2 separate regions of the Mus musculus genome follow, and region 1 is linked to region 2. A link is a contact called in public HiChIP or PLAC-seq data. All regions are on one chromosome and are shown on one strand. The core of a region is the stretch at or near the end of the contact, and the rest is flanking DNA. Distances in the headings are between cores, read along the strand shown.

What was found. HiChIP or PLAC-seq counts read pairs in DNA pulled down with a chosen protein or histone mark.
Region 1: a contact with region 2 is called in an H3K27ac HiChIP or PLAC-seq map of embryonic stem cells, with 14 read pairs. The contact joins the enhancer-like site here to the promoter of Bcas1os2 in region 2. A contact is called at or near these places in 4 of 39 promoter capture datasets (the C10 cell line, liver and pre-B cells), 3 of 15 datasets of contacts at CTCF or cohesin (CD8 T cells, large pre-B cells and pro-B cells), 49 of 484 Hi-C or Micro-C datasets (the 63-12 cell line, B cells, the BV-2 cell line and 39 more), 13 of 115 datasets of contacts at active chromatin or transcription factors (the 230-238 cell line, CD8 T cells, DN3 thymocytes and 7 more) and 4 of 9 other capture datasets (adipose tissue, embryonic stem cells, liver and 1 more).

The regions. Positions count from the first base shown.
Region 1 is chr2:170,242,900-170,248,838 of GRCm38.p6, forward strand. No RefSeq gene overlaps it. Among named protein-coding and RNA genes, the nearest start is that of Gm17619, 52 kb to the left of the region's middle. Within about 2 kb of position 2,987, at least 58 of the 459 cell types and tissues checked have an H3K27ac peak or open chromatin away from gene starts, as enhancers often do. A contact at or near this core is called in the 63-12 cell line, the N1E-115 cell line, acute myeloid leukemia and 7 more, where this site is marked.
Region 2 is chr2:170,351,893-170,358,263 of GRCm38.p6, forward strand. It overlaps Bcas1os2 (breast carcinoma amplified sequence 1, opposite strand 2), which reads left to right and starts at 4,469. Exons shown (of 8, transcript NR_040610.1): 1 at 4,469-4,506; 2 at 4,906-5,027. It overlaps Bcas1 (breast carcinoma amplified sequence 1), which reads right to left. Exons shown (of 13, transcript NM_029815.2): 11 at 4,356-4,421.

The DNA of each region.
Region 1 (5,939 bases), core at 1,737-4,236, 110 kb before region 2:
ACATAAAATAAATAAATCTTAAAAAAAATGATACTCTAAGCCAGCACGGTAGCCTATAATTTCAATCTCAGTAGCTGGGAGGCAGAGGCAGGTAGACCTCTGCAAGTTTGAGGAGAGCTTGGTCCACATAATAAATATCTGTCGAAAAAAAAAATCAAGCACAATAGCAATAAAATAACCGTTCTGAATTCTATCTTCTTGTGATCGACATGATTTCTAAAAATGGCACAGGAACCAAAACTTAAAATAAAAGACAGGAGAAGAAAAAAATAATAAAGATTGGGAGCCTAATGTAAGCAATTTTTCATGACTCAAGATTTCTTTTAAGTTATGCATTCACATGATGTGTGTGTGTATGCGTGTCTTTGTGTTTGTGTATGTGTGTATGTTTGTATGTGTATGTGTGTGTCTGTGTTTGTATGTGTATGTGTGTGTGTGTTTGTGTGTGTGTATGTGTGTCTTTGTGTCTGTGTGTGTTTGTGTATGTGTGTATGTTTGTATGTGTATGTGTGTGTCTGTGTTTGTATGTGTATGTGTGTGTGTGTTTGTGTGTGTGTATGTGTGTCTTTGTGTCTGTGTGTGTTTGTGTATGTGTGTATGTTTGTATGTGTATGTGTCTGTCTGTGTGTGTGTTTGTGTATGCATGTGTCTGTGTGCACACGCACATGCGTGTGTGTTATATACGTGCTACGGCACACCCGTGGGAGTCAGAGGATAACCTTTGGAAGTGGTTCTCTCCTTCTACCCTCTGGGTTCCACGTCTCAAACTCAGATCACTGGGCCTGGTAGCAAGCTCTTTTATCCACTGAGCTAGCTTAATCAACCCTTCATCAGCTTTTCATGAACTGTCATTGATCACATGGACCTGTATTACTGGGTCTTGGCGCTGGTAAGACACGATTTCACCCAGCATAATCTAGATGCTGGACAACAACATTCTGTCCCTCCTGCCCTCCCCCCTCCCCTCCCCTCCCCTTCATTCCTCAGGGGAGCCATTCTCAGCCTGTGGGTCTCAACTCCCATGGGGGCTGCATGTCAGATACCTTGCATATCAGAGATTTACATTGTGATTCATAACAGTAGCAGAATTACAGTTATGAGCAATGTAAGTCATTTTATGGTTGGGGGTCCCAACAGCGTGAGGAACTGCTTTAGAAAGGTTGAGAACCACTGTTGTACATTCTCATGTCTCCAAGGCTAGCCTCTAAGTTGCTATGCAGCTCAAATGAGCTTGGGTTTTAAGCTTGGGTTTCTGCTGCCTGCCTCTGCTTCTCCAGATGGTTATGTCCATTTCCACTACGTCTCGTTTGTTTTTTGTTTCTGGTTTTTTTTTTTTTTTTTACTGAGACTTGGACCCAGGGCATCATGCGTGTTAGGAAATATTCTGCCAACTGAACTACATCTCCAGCCTGTTTTTTTCAATTCTTGGTTTTCCTTTTGCAACAGGATCTTGCTACGTTTCCTGGCTGGCCCCAGGCTCACTCTGTAGACCAGGCTGGCCTTGTGCTTTCAGTAATCTCCCTGTCTCTGCCTCCTGAATGCTGAAATCACAGGAATGAATTACTATGTCCAGCTTACACTGGGAAAACTTCTGAGTTCAGGCATGACGTGCCTCCTCTCCTAGATGGGAAGGAAGCTGCCCTGTAGGCTACCCAGTGCTAGTCTGAGCATCTTCCTGTGTATATCTAACTTCCTTAGAAAGACCTTTCTGTGGCCCATTTAGCTCTTGGCTCCCTCCCTTCTTAGAGACAAGGTCTCATTATGTAGACCAGGCTGGCCTCAAATATCCACCTGGCTCTACAGGGATCAAAGGTATGTACAGGGATCAAAGGTATGTGTCACTATGCCTGGCTTGCCTCTCCTCCTTTTTAGGACCTTTTTTTTTTTTTTGTGGTACTCCACAAAATCCAATTTATTATTATTTAGAAAATGATTTATTGATTCTTTACCCCTAGAAATATAAACTCCTTGCCAAACACATTCACTTTAGTATTTATCCTCTGATCCTAGTATGATGCCTGGTATATGTTAAAGCCGTATATGAACTCTCTGAGTCAATTATTAAGGGCTGGGATATATAGCTTAGTGGCAGAGTGCTTGCTTAGCATGCAAGAGGCCCCAGGTTCAATCCCCCACACCACAGTTGTGTGAGGGCGCGCGCGCGCGCGCGCACACACACACACACACACACACACACACACACAATCTGTGAATTCATCATTAACTCTGGGAATGTAGTCACAGGCAGGTGACCAGTATTTGATTGTAGTCAGTTTGATTTATAGGCAGGTGGCTTTTATTTGTTTCCTGTGCAAGGGTTGCCTTTCTGTGGAATGATAATGCCCAAATGTTTGTGCTGTGTGTGCTAAGAGCATGGAGTGGAAATGCCAGTTGATTCCAGATAGAGTCATTCATAATGGACCTTTATTATTTCTCCTCCTCCTCCTCCTTCTCTTCCTCTTCCTCCTCTCCCTCCTTCTCCTGTTCCTCCTCCTCCTTCTCCTTCTTGTTATTTATATGTATTTGTGTTTCTGTGTATGTGAATATGCCTAAATAGGTCACCTGGAGCTGGAGTTACAGGCAGTGCGGTGGGTGCTGTGTGCTGTGTGCTGGGTGCAGGACTCAGGTCCTTTGCAGGAACAGTAAGTACACACTCTTTTTAGCTAAGCCATCTCTCCAGCCTCATTTTTCCCCCCTCCTGAGGTAGGGTCTTAATACTAAATACCCAGGCTGGCCTGGAACTTTTGGCAATCCTCTTACCTCAGGTCCCCTCAATGGCTAGATTACAAGCATGAGCCACCATACCCTGCTTGATTGTCCCTTTAAACCCATGAATGGGTCAGAATTCCTCCAGCTCCTGTCAATATCGATAGGGGTTACAGTCTGAGACCACTTACCCCGCTTTATTCTCCCACAGGCTTCTCCTTTGTTCCAGTAAGTATCTCTTCGCAGCAGGCTGGCACACAGGAGATGATTAACATATCAATGGGAGGATCTCTTTGGGATCCAGAATTTGGTCTAAAGTTTTCCTCTTAGAAGCTGCCCAGGCATGCCTGTATATGGATTGTCTGTAATTACCCCTTAAAACAATGCCTGTGCCCAAATAAAAAAATTTAATCAGTGATGCCCCTGGACCTGTGCCTGAATAAAAGATTAACCAAGGAGCTCTCTGCTTGTGCTGAGACTTATACTTCAAGCCCTGCCCTGACTTGGCCCAGCAATGCCTGGCTCATTCGTCCCCACACCCGAGAGGTTTGGATTCAATGCCTCAAGAAAAATAGCTGTTGGTCACCACAGCGTGAAGCTTAATCAAATTTGTCTTCATGAATTTAGTGTTCTGACTCACCAGCGTGGGAGTGGGGGCTGATGTCAGGAGACACATCTCCGGATACCCGATCATTTGGCGGGTGAGAGTGGCATCGTGAAACATGGAAGCCGGAGAACTCGGAAGTTGGGGATGCCTGTAGGATTTCTTTTCCGTCCTCTTAGCTTTAGGCATTGACAAATGATGCACCGTTATCTGTCACCCCAGTATCACCCAGAGTCAAGACAGTGACTTAAACTGAACTATGGCACGGTTCAGGAGCAGTTCTGTGCTTTTTGTTTTGGTTACAAACTCCTTTTTCCTTTCAGGGGACAAGAAGACATAGGAGGGCGCCCTGGTTTGCCTTCCTGGTGCTGTGATAGACACCTTAACCAGAGGAAGTAACTTGGGGAGGCGAGGACCCTGCTTTCATTTACATCTTCATAGCTTGTTGGCTAAGCAGGCTGGCTGTGCAGATGAAGCCCCTGTTAGCACTCTCTGGCTCTCCTGGAAATTACCAACTGCACCAATGACTCTCCATCCGCAGCCCTGTTCTCTCCTCTTTGAGCCTTCCTGGCATCTCCCTGTTCTTCTCATGGATGCTCTTTCCCCAGCTCCCTAACAGCAGCATTCAGCAAGCTGTCATTCCTCTGAGAACCTGACACACAGTCCCAGCCCCAGTGCCTGCTTCCCCTGTTTGTGCAGCCCCTTTCCCTGTTTTTATAGCTTTGTGGTAATGAACAGGATCTGTGTCTGTCTGTCTTCCCTTCTCCAATTTTTTCTGCCTGTCTGTCCATCTGTCTGTCCTCTATCTCCCCACCCTCCAACTCCTTCCAGTGTTTCACTGTATAGCCCTGGCTGGTCTGGAACTTACTATATATACTATGCTGCCCTGGAACTCATAGAGATCCTCCTGCCTCTGTCTCCTAAATGCTGGGATTAGGACTAGATATTTCTATTGCCTGTTTTGTTATCAAAATTGTATTTGAAGAGGGCCTCACCCATTGATATATAGTGTTTACATGGCCCACACTGTGTGGCTGTGTGGTCCCTCTAACTGAGATATTCACTTCCTGGCCTTTTGAATGATGATGGTGGTGGCAGTGGTGGAGGAGGAGGAGAAAAAGGAGGAGGAGGAGGAGCAAGAGAAGGAGGAGCAAGAAGAGGAGGAACAAAAGGGGGAAGAAGAAGTGGAGGAGGAGGAAGAAGAGGAGGAGCAAGAGGAGGAAGAAGAGGAAGAGGGAGAGGGAGAAGGAGGAAGAGGAGGAGGAGGAAGAGGAAGAAGAAGGAGGAGGAGGAGGAGGAAGAGGAAGAAGAAGGAGGAGGAGGAGGAGGAAGAGGAGGAGGAGGAAGAAGAAGAAGATGAAGAAGAAAAAGGAGAAGGAGAAGGAGAAGGAGAAGGAGAAGGAGAAGGAGAAGGAGAAGGAGAAGGAGAAGGAGAAGGAGAAGGAGAAGAAGAAGAAGAAGAAGAAGAAGAAGAAGAAGAAGAAGAAGAAGAAGAAGAAGAAGAAGAAGAAGAAGAAGAAGAAGAAGAAGAAGAAGAAGAAAGCAGCTTCCTGGTTCAGTATAGAGATGAACCCTCTAGGCTATGAGTCACCAGCCTACATTCGAATCCCAGCTGTAACTCTTATTGCTCTGCCACCCTGGTTACACATCCAGGAGCTCTGACTCAGAATCCCTCCCAGCTGGTGCAGAAAAACATGACCACACCTCGCTAACTGCTTTGAAGTGCTCCTGAGGGCTCCCCTATGCTTGATGTCTTAGATTATGATCCTAGCAGATCTTTTCTGTTCTTATTTTTTAAAAAAAATGAAACACAGAACAATCTGGGCAACCACCTTTCCTGTCTTAGGGACAAAATTCATAGCATCCCGGTTGAGTCAGAGCAACTCAGGAGGTCTTCGATGACAGACTGTGGGGCTGTCTTTGATCTATTCTGGACACTCTGCTGACTCAGTGCTGACGACGGAAGACCCACTGGTGAAATGTCTGGGAGATCAAATATTTGTATGAGAGACTCAGGATTCCCAGCGGTCCCTGAAGCCTCATGGGAAGGGCTGGAAGGAATAAGAAAATTTACCAGGAACTGGTGTGGACTCCGACATCCGTTATTGCTGCCTGCAGTGGGTGATGGACAGACGGCAGTTCCTGGGAAGTTCTGTGAGGCCACTAGGTGGTCACAAGTTTAATTCGAGCCAGACATACAGGGCTGGCAAGGAGCACAAGATCCTGGTCTGCAAGAGATGCCTGTGGGCTCCGAGGAAGGTAGAACAGAAAGCAATTTAAATGAAGTAGGCAGCCCACAATTTGAAAATGGACGTCTGTTGTAGAGATGATTTTTAGTGGGGATATTGCCAGCATTTCAGGGGCCAAGGAAGAAGTGCAGGGAAGGTCGGGTTGCTGAATCCCTTGGGAACCTTGTCATCTTGAGGGATCCTGGGGGATCCAGGAATGTTTCCCAGGAAAAGGGATGACCACAGGGAAGCAAGCTTGCTGACAAGCCTTCTCCATGGAAGGAACTTGATGTTTTATTATTGTCATGATGCTGATTATGATTATTATTTATGGTGCTGGGTTAGGATCTGGGACCTCATGAATATTTGGCAAGCTCCCGACTTACGTCTCCAGTCCCAAT
Region 2 (6,371 bases), core at 3,219-5,718:
GAGCTACATATACTAGGGGCGCACGCTAGGGTTGCACAGTAGGGGTGCACTCTAGGGGCGCACACTAGGGGTGCATACTAGGGGCACACTAGGGGCACACACTAGGGGTGTACACTAGGGGCGCACACTAGGGGTGCACACTAGGGGCACATACTAGGGGTGCACAGTAGGGGTGCACACTAGGGGCGCACACTAGGGGCACACACTAGAGGCGCACACTAGGGGCACACACTAGGGGTGTACACTAGGGGCACACTATTCACTGCCCAGTTGCAGGGACTCCCCTTCCCTTCTCAGGAAAAACTCTATCTGGGGGCAGGGTTTTCCCTTGTTATTCTTCCCAGTCTCTCCTTAGGGTTTGGGATGCTGGCTACTGCGTTTCAGTCAAGCTCTTGGAGATCCTCTCCTGTTCCCCCACCCTCCCTTTTTGGGACACTGCTCTGATATCCTCTTTCTGCCTCCTTCCAGTGCCTCGGGGAACACCATGGCCTTCCATTCTATCCAGTACCAGGGAAGAGTGGCCACAGAGGGGCTTTCTTACTATGTGTGGAATGACTGGCCAGCAAGTCACACTCTGTGACCCTGAAACCTTCTTACATCACTGTGAGTCAGGACTGGGCTGTACCAAGGACCAGCAGTTGCCAGTGGGTTTCTGTGAGAGAACTTCGGGCAGGCCTTTGGGTGCCTCTTCCCCGCCATGTTTACATTTTCTTTTTAATGGCTTAAAAATGAATTTGTGTACTTGTGCATATAGGTATGTGTATATGCATGTATATACGTATTACTGTATAAGGATGTATGTAGGCATGGCTAATGTATACATGTGTGTATACATGTATGTATGTATGTATGTATGTATGTATTGTTTATTTCCCCAGTGCATCCCTAGTTTCTTGGGCTGGAGACATGGCTTAGATGTTAATAGCTCTTGCTGCTCGTGCAGAGGACCTGAGTTTAGTCCTCCAGACCCACATTAAGCACAGACACTTGTAACTCCAGCTCCATGGGATCCGACACCCTCTTCTGACCAAGTGCCTGTGTTCACATGATCATATCCACATGAAGACAAACACACAATTAAAAGACACATAATTAAAAAGAAAATAAATCTAAAAGATAATCTGATTATTATTCTGACTTTTTTTTTCTGAGACAGGGTTTCTATGTAGCTCTGGCTGTCCTGGAACTTGCTCTGTAAACCAGGTTGGCCTTTAACGCACAGAGATCCTCCTGCCTCTGCCTCCTAAGTGCTGAGATTGAAGGCCTGGGTCACCACTGCCTGGCTGTTATATAATTTCAGCAGGTGCTCTATCCCCAAGCTACATCCATACTTTACACCATTTGAAGCTTTAAAGCAGGGGAATTAATTACTAAGTTGCTCAGGGTGTCCTTGAACTCTCTCCCTCAGCCTGGTCCTGAACTTTCAAATCCTCTTGTTCTAGCTCCTCAAGTCTGTGTCACCAAGCCTGGTTTAATCTGGTTATTCACTTGAGAGCAAGAATGCCTTTGTTATTACATACTGAAGACTTGACTGTTCTACCTCGAGTCTGACTCTTTTTCAAAACCCACACCAGAAATATTCACATGCGAACCATCTAAGCAGGAAGTGGAAGAAGACAGCTACTGGCGTGTCTCATTTTATTTGGACTCTGGAGGCCACCTGAGGCTAGGAGTGCTCAGGCTTCTACAAGCACCCATGAGAGGACAAACCTCAGAGGACAGGGTGTCTACTTTCCTTCTCCCTCTAAGACGAAACAAAGCCTCTGTCATCTCCTGATGAGGACACATCACTTCTCAAGGACCTGAAAAATGGAGTTCTCAAACTGACGTTCGAGCCTCCAGATAAACAGGAGGAGGTTTCCCGCCCACTCAGTGCCACTAATGGCACTGCTGTCTTAGAACCACTAAAATTATTGGTATATCGTTGTCCCTTTGCAGGGTCCAGATGAACTAGACAGTCTACTGGATTTTTTCTTTAAATGTGTGTGTGTGTGTGTGTGCACATGCATGTACTTGCATGCACTATGTACAGTGTGTGTGTGTATGTGTGTGTATGTGTGTGTGCACATGCATGTACTTGCATGCACTATGTACAGTGTGGGTGTGTGTGGCATGTATGTGTGTGCAGAATGTGTAGTGTATCTGTGTGTGGTATGTATGTGTGGATTATGTGTATATGTATGTGTTTGTATGCATGCAGCATGTGTAGGGTATCTGTGTGTATGGCATGTGCGTATGTATGTGTGTGTAGTATGTGTAGTATATTTCTGTGTGTATGACGGATGTGTTTATGTATGTGTAGTGTATCTGCGTGTGTGGCATGTGTGTGTATATGTGCATGTATATACAGTATGTATGGTATGTGGCATGTGTGTGTGCATGTGTGTGCAGTATGCATCGTGTATGTGTGTGTGTGTGCACGAGCATGTCAGAGGACACCTTTCAGAGTCAGTTCTCTCCTTCCACCTGTTAAGGCAGGTCTCTCTTGCTTTGGGGGTCTTTGCTTGCTTTTGATTCTGTGCGGTGTCCTCCAGGCTACCTGGCCTATGAACTTCCAGGTAATTATGTCTTTGCCTCCCATTTTCCATAGGAGACCTGGGATTACAAATGTGTACCACGATATTCATCTTTTTGTATGGTCTGGGATTTAAACTCAGGTTGGCAGGGTGTCACGACCAGAATTTACCCACTGAGGGATCTCACTGGCCTGTCTTTTCCTTTTTGTATAAAGTAAGTTTACTGTGTTTCTAAGGTGAACCTTTGAAAGTTTGGGCACCAAAGTGCCCAGTATTGTGTGTAGATTTGGGGGTCCAATATAGGTATAAAAAATAAATGGAAAACATCATGATTTCTAATATTATATTCATAACATATGAAAACATATACTTTCATAATTATTAATAGAAGTAGAAATCTGAATTATGCTGTAGATTCATGTGCTATAAGCAAAATAATAGGATGGTGAATCCCTATCAACAGCTTGACAATAATGACAAGGAGCACCGCAGTTGGCTGAATCATGCAACTCCACTTCACCCCCTGAAAACGAATTCCTTTTGTGGTTATGTTTGCAACAAAGTAACAATTCACGTTAAATGAGGTCCTACAGATGGAGCTGATTTCATAGGCTTAGCGTCATTCTAGGAAGAGACACCAGGGGGCACTCTTCTTCCCTCGTTCCTCCTCTTTCCTCCCGTTTCCCCTGCAAGGTGGAAGGCAGCCATTTGCATGCAAGGGAGAGAACCTCGCCAATACTTTGCTTGTAGCCTTTCCAGCCAACAGAAACGTGTGAGAGAAATTCCTGTGGTTTGAGTCACTCACTGTATGGCGTTTCGCTCTGGCAGCCTACCCTGACATTAAATTGTTTATTGAGCCTCCACACCAGGAGTGTTCCTAGTGCTTGCCCAGTACTGATTCATCTAGGCAGGACGCTTGCTCTATGGAGTCTGCGTCCCCTACATCCTCCTAGGTAAGGGAACTGAGGGACTGGGAGATTGGCAATCTTTCCAAACAACTATAGCAAAAAAATCCATAAAAACAAGCAAACAGAAAAACCCTTTAAGCCAGGATCAGACCCAGTCCCTTTGAGTCTAAAACACAGGCTTTTAAGCACTTCTTTGTATTATTAAAGTTAACAAAAGAGCTCTGATATTTTTTATGGAAGTATCTATTTAAATTAAAAGAGTGCTGTATTATAAAATAGGGGGTTAGTAATGATGTTGAACAGCTAATTTTCCTCCCTCTGCCTCCTAAGTGCTGGGATTGCAGGCGTGTGCTACCATGCCTGGTTCTATGCAGTGCCAGGATGGAGCCCAGGGCTTCCCATGTGTGAGGCAAACCCTGTACGAAGAGGGCTGCGGGCCACCACCCAGCCCATGGTCTCATTTTTAAAGGAAGGCACCTGCACAGATGTCAAGCGTTCTGTTTGTCAATAGTAAAGAAAGCAAGGAGATGAGCATTGTTGATCTAATAAGTCTCTGTGCCAGACACCACAGAAGATGAGAGAAACCTAGAAGCACCTGCTTGCTCTACAATGTTCCAGACATGGGTGGGAAGGATCAGGAGAGACATGAGAATTGTTACAGCACCAAGAAGGGAGCAAACTCTATGACAGGGATGACCGCGGGGCACAGGAGCTCTTTGAGGAGGTGACATTTCTGCTAACACTGGAAGTCTGGGAAGAAACTTTCTACATGGAGAGAGAAGCGCTGAGGACTCGCCCCATACCATGTCTGTAGAGCCCAATACTGCTGGGTATACAGTGGGTGCTTAACCAGGCAATGTTTCACAAGTGGATATGAACTTCCAGGTCGCGAGGCTGAACCTGCCCGCAGGCTGAGTTCACGGTCACTTACTTGGCAGCTGGAGTCTTTCACGTTACTTTCTTCCGAGCGGGGGATCCCTTCGCTCGATCTCACTGACTACAACAACAAACAGACAGTATCCTTTCAGTAACCACAGCAACGGTGCACAGGTGCACGCACGACGACGATGACAATGACGACGGTGAACCCCCCTCATTTATCCTTGATATTTAGGATACAGACAGGAATGGAAAGGGGTCACTCGGAGAGCTGGGGCTGTGTCATCAGAGTCTGCTGAATTCAAGTATTAGCGTCCCGAAGGAACAACAATCAATCAAACAAATAAATGAAATAAAAATTATATATGAGCTAAATAGACATTTGCTCCTGTCTCCCCAGGAAAACACTTGTAAACCCAGCATTTAGGGGCGGGGGCAGTAGGACTATGAGATAGCCTAGGCTAAATGAGATCCTCTTTCAGAAGAAGGAGGGGAAGAAAGTAATGTTGGAAGGAAAAGGAGGTTAGAGATATGAGTGAATGAATGAATAAATGAATGAACTTGCCTGCTAACTTTTTTTTTTTTTTTTTTGCTACTTTTAGGCAGTGGAGGAGAGTTGAGTTAATGAGCACCCATCCTCCATCCTTTAGCGCCCCCTAGAGCCAGTGGCTTCCTCAACAGGGCGGTACCTAGTCAAATCTGCATCTTTGATTCCTTCAACCAGGTGAGCTAAGCAACCGGTTCCAAAGGTGTGGCCACAGGCCCAGAGGCACCAGACTCACCAGGGGACTCGTTAGAGAGATGTAAGTTCTTCACATCTGCTTAGATCCAGATCCACAGAATCAGAAACTCTGGGCCTGGGGCTCAGCCACCCGTGTTTAACAAGCTCCTCAGGGGGCTCTGAGCTGTGCTCTAACTGGCCACAAACTGTGCTGGTGCGCTCAAACTCCCACGTGACGTGAGGATGCGCGCTCATTGGTTAGTATCATCTCCTCCCAGCTGCTCAGGAAGCGGGGACTCCCAACTGCACCGCTATCAACTGGGATGTTCTCTTAGCAGACAGCACACACTCACAGAGCACAGCACAGCTCAGAACACTTCATCCTGATAACATGAGAGGCGGGTCGGGAGCTGGCCGGGTGGCTAAAGCACCTTCCATGCAAGCGGCAGGTGTGAAGACAGAGCCCAGACCCCAAGAGGCTGGGTGGGCATGGCGGCCATTTGTGATTCCAGTGCACTGGAGGAAGGTGGAAACAGGATTCCTGGCTAACATAGGCTAGTTGTATCTGAGAGCCCCTGGTTCAACCAAGAGACCACACCCTTAACACGTAAGGAAGACTCTCAACATCAGCCTCAGGTGCACATGTGCACAGGTACAGGCAAACATATATAAGCACACATACCAGACACGCACGACAAAGAAAACCTTACAGGAGCTCAAATGCATTCTGAGGGATTAGTGTTAGATGCTGCTCTTCAGTCTGAGAGATGACGCTCAAAGTGTCAGAGGAAAGGATCAGGAGGTGGGGCCTTACTGAAGGAAGTATGTCAGTGGGATGGGCTTTGAGGTTTCAAAAGCACAAGCCAATCCGTTTGTCTGTCTCTGTCTGTTTCTCTCTGTCTCTGTCTCTCTCACCCCCTCTCCCTTCCTGTGTCCTGTGGTTATGTATGGGGGCTCAGCTGCCTCTCCAGCACCATGCCTGTCTGTGTACCACCACGCTCCCCATCACAATGGTTACAGACTAACCATCTAACACACTGTGAGCCAGCTCCCGGTCAAGTGCTTCCCTTTATGGGTTGCCTTGGTCACGGTGTCTCTTCACCGCGAGAAACATTCCCCAGAATGCATTCGCCTCCTAAGCAGAGTCAACTGAACCTGGAACTCACCAACTTAGTTAGACTGGCTGACCAGTGAACTCCAGAGATCTGCTTGTTTCTGTCCCTCCGGTGCTGGGACTATAAGCATGTGTCACCTGGTCTTTTAAATATGGGCTCCAGGGGTGAAATTTAGGTCCTCACACTTGGAAGTCAAACAGTTTTCCAAACGAGCCACCCATCTCCCCCTACC